Linked DNA regions of Drosophila melanogaster: region 2 is linked to region 1. The links are chromatin contacts, called in public Hi-C maps. All regions are on one chromosome and are shown on one strand. Each heading gives the region's core, a stretch centred on a gene start, on an enhancer-like site or on the middle of the called end of the contact. The rest is flanking DNA. Distances are from core to core; before and after follow the strand shown.

Region 1 (3,123 bases), core at 433-2,932:
TACAGTTCTGTCTGTGAAGAAAGAGGTCGCGCTCGTGTGCACCCAACAACAGCAAGAACCAAAAGGCAAGACGAAAGCTCCAACCATCCAACAACTACAACAGTTGCCGCGCTGCTTTTGGCGCTCTCGTTTGCGCTCGCTCTAACACATGCGATTTAAAAGTTGGCGCACCAGCTTTCGGCTCTCCCCTCTCTGTTACACCACCGGGCCCAAAACCACTTTTCTGTCGACCGAACCAACTGGTTCTCTCGCTCTCTCCCTCTCTGTCTGCGCTCTGTCTCTACGTCTCACTCTCTCGTTCTCCGGTGAACTTTGCAACAAGAAAAAGCTGATAAGCAAGATAGACGGCGGGAATGCGGGGGGCGGAGCCACTCATTCAACTCAATTGACAGTGGAAAACTTGTACAAAAATCTCTAGACAACTTTTGGAGCGGAGCGTAAATCTGCGTTATTTATACATATGTATGCATTTGCGTGCGAGTGTCAGTTTCTCTGCGCTCCAAACATTAACCTATTTCTGCGATTGGATTTCTCTGTTTACAAACTGTACGAAACGTTTGAGGTTATGTACAAGCTCTCTTATTGAAAGGTGTTTTAGGCAGTGTTTCCGAACCGAGCACTTACCTTTAGCAAGTCCAGCAGAAAGGGGGAGGCGGCGCACAGGACTATCTTGTGGGCGGGAAAACTCCGCCCGCCGGCGGCCAACGTGCAATCGACGAGGTCGCCATGGCAGCGCAACAATTGGATTGCCGATACGAGGCTGGTGCCGTAATCGCCCCAGGTGAGCGAATACAGCGAATTCATTGGCAGCGACATCAAAGCGGTCGCGTCCAAATCCAACAATTGTTGTTCCTCCCCAGCGTTGCTAGCGTATTCGCTGCTATTTGTCTCCAACACGACGATTTAATGTTTAACGGTTACGGGGAAAATTCTCTTCAAGTTGGGATTTTTCGCAAAAATCCCCTTTCTACTCCTCCTCCACGACGCCACTGCTTTTCCAACTCCCTTTGCTCTTCCTCTTCTTGCTGCTTGGCGCGCTGCTTTCTCGAAACTGAAATGAAAAATGGAAAAGAAAAAGAGTACAGACGTTAGTTATTAGCTCTCTCTCTCTCTCTCTCTTTCTCGGTCTCACTCTCCCGCTCTCGCACTCTTTGGGGGCCAGAGCGCGCGAGAGCGAGACAACGCATGTGTGTAGGCTGCTCACAGGAATTTTGTTGTTGGAGAAGACTTTTTCACAAGGGGACTGACAACTAGTATACAATTGATGTTTCAAAATTCGTTGCTGCCCACAAAAATCACACAAAAATAGCGCGCCACATTTAAAAACGCCAACAGCACACACACGCGCACAAACTCAGACAGACGGACAGCCGACACAATCACATTTTTTAATACACAGTACAGTCAAGCCATGAGACACGCATTTAATTTTTTTTTGTCACTCAGTTATTTTGTTCGTTTTATAATCGCATGTCTCTTGATTTTGTTATTGTTTTCCCGCTCACGGAGCGCACTTTTTTTGTTTGTTGGTTCGGTTTTGGTTTGTGAAATTATCTTCTCACCGGAGCGCAAAAGAAAATTTCAGTGGCTGTGGGTGATTTTGTGCCTTCTCTTTCTCTTGCCCGTACGCTTTTTTCTCCTGCTTGTTTGTCCGCTCGCCAACGTTGGATAACTCGAACTGAGACTGAGTAAATGGTTTCGATCGAATTTCGCTGCTCCGGCGCTGCCAGCGCGGCCAGTTTTTCAGTTCTCTACTCGGGGAGAAAATGTGTAATTTCTGTACTGCTGGTGGTGGTTATTTTGCGTGCTGGTGTGCGTGCGCGCCTGTATCTGTGTATCTATGAGAGAAGTGACCTGCCTGGCAACGCTCTTTGAAGTACAGTTGTCGAGCGGCATTGCCAGATGGAGCGCAGGAAGAGTATTTTTAGGATGGAGAGGAGAGCAAGACGGCAAGACAAAAAAGTCGGCAAGATAGTAAACAAAACTATAAAAGGTGGTAAATATTGAATGATGGAAATATTCTGGGCCGACTTCACGGATGAAAAACACATGTGTCCGACCGGTTGGAATATCAGAGTGCGATAAGAAAAAGGTCAACGGGATCCGTAGGTTCCGGTTCTATAACTATCGGATCCGGTATCAAAATATTCAACATTTTCTTATACTACTCCACTCTGAATAAGCTCAAATTTTACAGTTTAAAAATGAAGGATAAACAATTCAGAACGTTTTTGAATTATTCTAGCTAAGGTATCGAGCAATTGTATTAAAAATAAATTCCAACATTAGCTATGATTAAATCGATAAGCAGATTTTCGTAGAACGAGTCCCTAATCTAACAATTTATTATGTTTGATCACCAAAATCTAGAAGGGTATTGGGTTCAGAATAAATTACTTTCAGTTTTCTTTTTAAGATACCAGATTCCATTTTTCTGGGAACAAGTGTAATGCTACTGAGGGTTACACAGGAATCAAAAGAATCTGATAGGTTTAGATTAAAATAGACATGTATCGGGACTGGGTTTCTCTTCGGTTCCGAAATATTAACAGATCCTGTGAAAGTAATAATAACAAATGGTAGAAAAGCCGGTTCGCTCTTACGCTCTACATTCTCTTTCCCCTGTCTCTAACTCTCCTCTCTCCTTTCGAATCCAATCCAATCACCTGTTACTTTTGACACATCTCAGAGACCGAGACCCTACGGGGTAAAAACATATAGCCAGTCTCATTCTCGTATGCAGATCAAGTCCAGCTTAAGAGCGGAGAGACCCCGCGATAGGGAAGTTAGTCGAATTTGGAATTGAAGGAGAAGGAGAGTGGCACTTCTAGCCAACGCTCAGAGAAGAAAGTAATATAAAGTGAGCGAGTGTCCAAATTTTTAAGATTACAATTTTCTCTGTTATGATGCTGCTGGGCAGGGAAGGGGCCATGAGAAATGCCGTTCGAAATGCCCCTTTAAAGTTCCAATCGGCGTTAAAGCAGTGAGCATGTTTCATGTTTCGTAGCTGGCAATACCAACCAACGGAGCATGATGTGAGAATGAGGGAGAGCGTGCGCGCTGGGGGGTGTTGGTGGTGGGTGACTCGGCAGAGGTGGAGGAATGAGTGCAAACCAAGCACAG
Region 2 (3,208 bases), core at 687-3,186, 230 kb after region 1:
AAGCTACGGTCACTTTCAAGAAGCACACCGCTCCTGTTTTCGCCTGCAGTCTGCATCCCAACTACAATTGGGCGGTGACGGGCAGCGAGGACGATCGAGCTTTCGTTTGGGAAACCTCCACCGGCGATGTCCTCTACGAGATCACGGAGCACAAGGACACCGTCACGGAAACGCATTTCAGTCACGACGGCGTCTATTTGGCCACCGGTGATCTAGCCGGCGATCTGTTTGTCTTCAAGGTCAGTGAAAAGCACGACGAACGTCCGATCCTGACTAAAATCTGGGAGTACTCCATGAGCGACATGTCCTGGCTCTTCTGGCATCGAGCTGCCCACATCCTGCTGGCGGGTAGTGACAGCGGAGAGGTCTTCGTTTTCCGCATACCCAGCGGTGAATGCAAAATCCTGCCGGGACAATCTTCGCGTTGCGAGTCCGGAGAGCTCAGTGGGGATGGCAAAAAGCTGTTCACGGCCTACGTGAACGGATCCGTAAAGCTGTGGGATCTCAAGAGCTGTCAGGTGCTCATTGACGTAAACGAATCGCATCCAATGGGTTTCGGCGAGATCACGCACGCGGTGGTGGCCTGCGAAAGGGAATCGCCCTTCTACGTCTGCGCTGAGGCGTCCGGTGAGTGCTCCAGTGGTAAAGGAATTCGGTATAATACCAGTTTCCATAACAAAACTATTAGTAAAAGCAATCATGTTCTCCATTGCATATAAACGGCAACTAATAGATTTATTTTCGTTCAGGAAAAATGCTGTTCTGCACTAACAACGGTCCGGTTAGCACAATCCAGTCGGAACACGGAATTGAGTGTCTGGCCTTTGCTCCCTCCTCGGCGGATCTAAAGCTCTTTGCCTGTGGCTCGCTGGACGGCAGGATATCCATCTGGGACTATGCCAAATCAGCGTTGCGTACCATATGCGAAAATCCAGTTCCCAATGATGCTGTCATAAGGTGAGCACCGCATAAAACTGTAAAAAATATTATAACTTTGATTTAACTTTTAATTTGGTTGTTGCTTACTAATTGCATTAATTATTCCAGGATCAAATGGTTGAACGACCACACGATACTTGCGGCCACCTCGCAGGGAAATCTGAACGCATTCGACGCACGCACAGGAATTCTGAAATTCACGCTGACGGGACACTACTATCACATCTACGAGTTTGTCTACAAGCCTCAGGAAAATCTATTGCTAACGGTATCCGAGGACAACACGGCCAAGATATTCAAGGTGCCGGCGCTGGGCGATTAGTTAGGTTTTAAAGTTTTGTACTGTGCTATATATATGTAAATAGTAAATACATATTAAAATTTATCTCAGTAGCCTGGTGCAATGAACCCATGTGGCGGTCCTGATACACTTGCCCCATATATGTACAAGAAAAAGGGGGGAGGCACAGGGCTGACTAAAGATAGAACACACAAAGAAGGTTACAGTTTGGGGTAACAAAATAGAACTGAAAAGGATTCCGGTTTTTTTGCATTGTGTCAAGAATATTATACTATTTGAAGTTTTTGTAAATTGGTAAGGAAATTTAATTTCATGCTGTCAATTTGGGTTAGGAAAAGAATTATTGTTTTTTAACTTTTTAATGGGTCAGAACTATGGTTTTAATCGGAAGCGTATATGAGAAGTAAGTGCATTCTAAATGCAACTGCAACGAATTCTCTTCAATATCTGGTTCTCTTAGGGAGAATGTGACATGCGTATTGCATTGGGAGCACATCCAAAGAGACAAACACTTGTTTATGTTTTTGTTTGTCGGTTGTCGTTCACCTCCGACATCCACACACATACACGCACACAAAGGCGAACAATTGTCTAAAAAATGAAAACGAATTTTCAGATTTACATATTTATTTACCTTTCTGTTGTATTATATTATTAAAGCTTTTTCGGAAGAGCGACCCACGGATGGAATTCTCGACTCAGTCTGCATCGGGTTATCAGTGCGAATGGGTAACGGTTCTCCCTCTATCGGGTAAAAAAATAATGCTGAAACGGTTCAAAACGTAGTCTCCCAGGGATTTTAACTGCGTGAAAATATCATAAGCAAATATTTAAAGCGCAGCGAGTGAATATTTGAATTACATTAAATTTAATAAAGCAATAGCACAAAGTTCTGCAGCTATAAATAAAACTTACAATGTTCATTCGCAAGTTTGAGTACATTTATATTACCCTGTGGAATGGTAATCACGAAAACTTATGACTCGTGGCATTATATGATGAAGCCTCACCGAAATATTAACGAAAATTGCATATGGAAGTGATCCATCATATTTTTCTTTTTCAAAATATACACATTAAGTGCGGCGCGGGGGAGTTAAAAAAAAGTAACAAGAAAGAAAGGGTTAATTTTGAGTTCTAAAATTGGAATACCCTATAAAAACTATGAGAGAATTTACAAATCCTGTGCAAAAGTGATCATATCCGATTTATTAAAATTACAATCAAATTGAAATGAAAAATTCAAAAATAGCAGAATAAAATAAAATTAAACTTAAAAAAGATCATATATTTTAAAAATTAATCAACTAGTTAAGACATCCGTCTGAATAAACATTGAAATCTGATGAATCAATAGATGTTAATGACATGTATATGTCCATATCCTTCTTCTTGAGCTTATAGCTAGAATACCCTCCGAAAGTGTATTAAAGCTGATATCCCGCAGCTACGAGGCGACAATAAAAGTCACACGAAATCACAGTTAATCAACCACAAACGGGGGCCCGAACTGATCCACCGAAAGCACTGTAATTGTGGCTGTGGCGACACCACCACACCGGCGAATAATACAAAAAAAAACAGCGCCCTGTGTGTCTCTTTTACAATTAGATTACCAGAGGAGCTCTACGTATCCAAAATGATCCCATCCCGCTGGCTGAGCCACTAAACTGAGCGGAGGCGCTACACTTGCTTTGTTTATTATTTGTAGTAGTTTTTATGGCGGTCGCGAGGGAGGTAAAGATGGGCAGCTGCTAATCCATATAGCCAGTCAGTCGGTCGGGCACTAAAGGTTCACGATTCACACAATTGAATTATCACAGTTTGAAATGTCAAATGCACGCGCCTGGCGATGATCCATACCCACCCCCCACCCCACAATCCACCAACGAAACTACACTTCATGATAATCCGCTCAAGTGTTTAACAAAAGTCGCTCGGTTTGCATTAATGAGCATTTTGGCGCAT

The links. Hi-C and Micro-C count contacts between places; a contact is called where the count stands out from the background.
Region 2: a contact with region 1 is called in a Hi-C map of the Kc167 cell line, with 1.8 times the contacts expected there. The contact joins the promoter of mnd here to the promoter of CG42507 in region 1. A contact is called at or near these places in 8 of 107 Hi-C or Micro-C datasets (the D17-c3 cell line, the Kc167 cell line, the S2 cell line and 2 more) and 2 of 6 datasets of contacts at active chromatin or transcription factors (both in the Kc167 cell line).

Annotation. Positions count from the first base shown.
Region 1 is chr3L:14,756,280-14,759,402 of dm6, forward strand. It overlaps CG42507, which reads right to left and starts at 1,683. Exons shown (of 7, transcript NM_001169973.2): 1 at 1,563-1,683; 2 at 625-1,051. Trl (Trithorax-like) reads right to left here. Exons shown (of 7, transcript NM_206360.1): 3 at 625-1,051. The coding sequence starts at 816.
Region 2 is chr3L:14,983,164-14,986,371 of dm6, forward strand. It overlaps mnd (minidiscs), which reads left to right and starts at 1,937. Exons shown (of 5, transcript NM_168601.3): 1 at 1,937-1,991. CG5114 reads left to right here. Exons shown (of 3, transcript NM_140474.4): 1 at 1-627; 2 at 750-957; 3 at 1,048-1,323. The coding sequence ends at 1,261.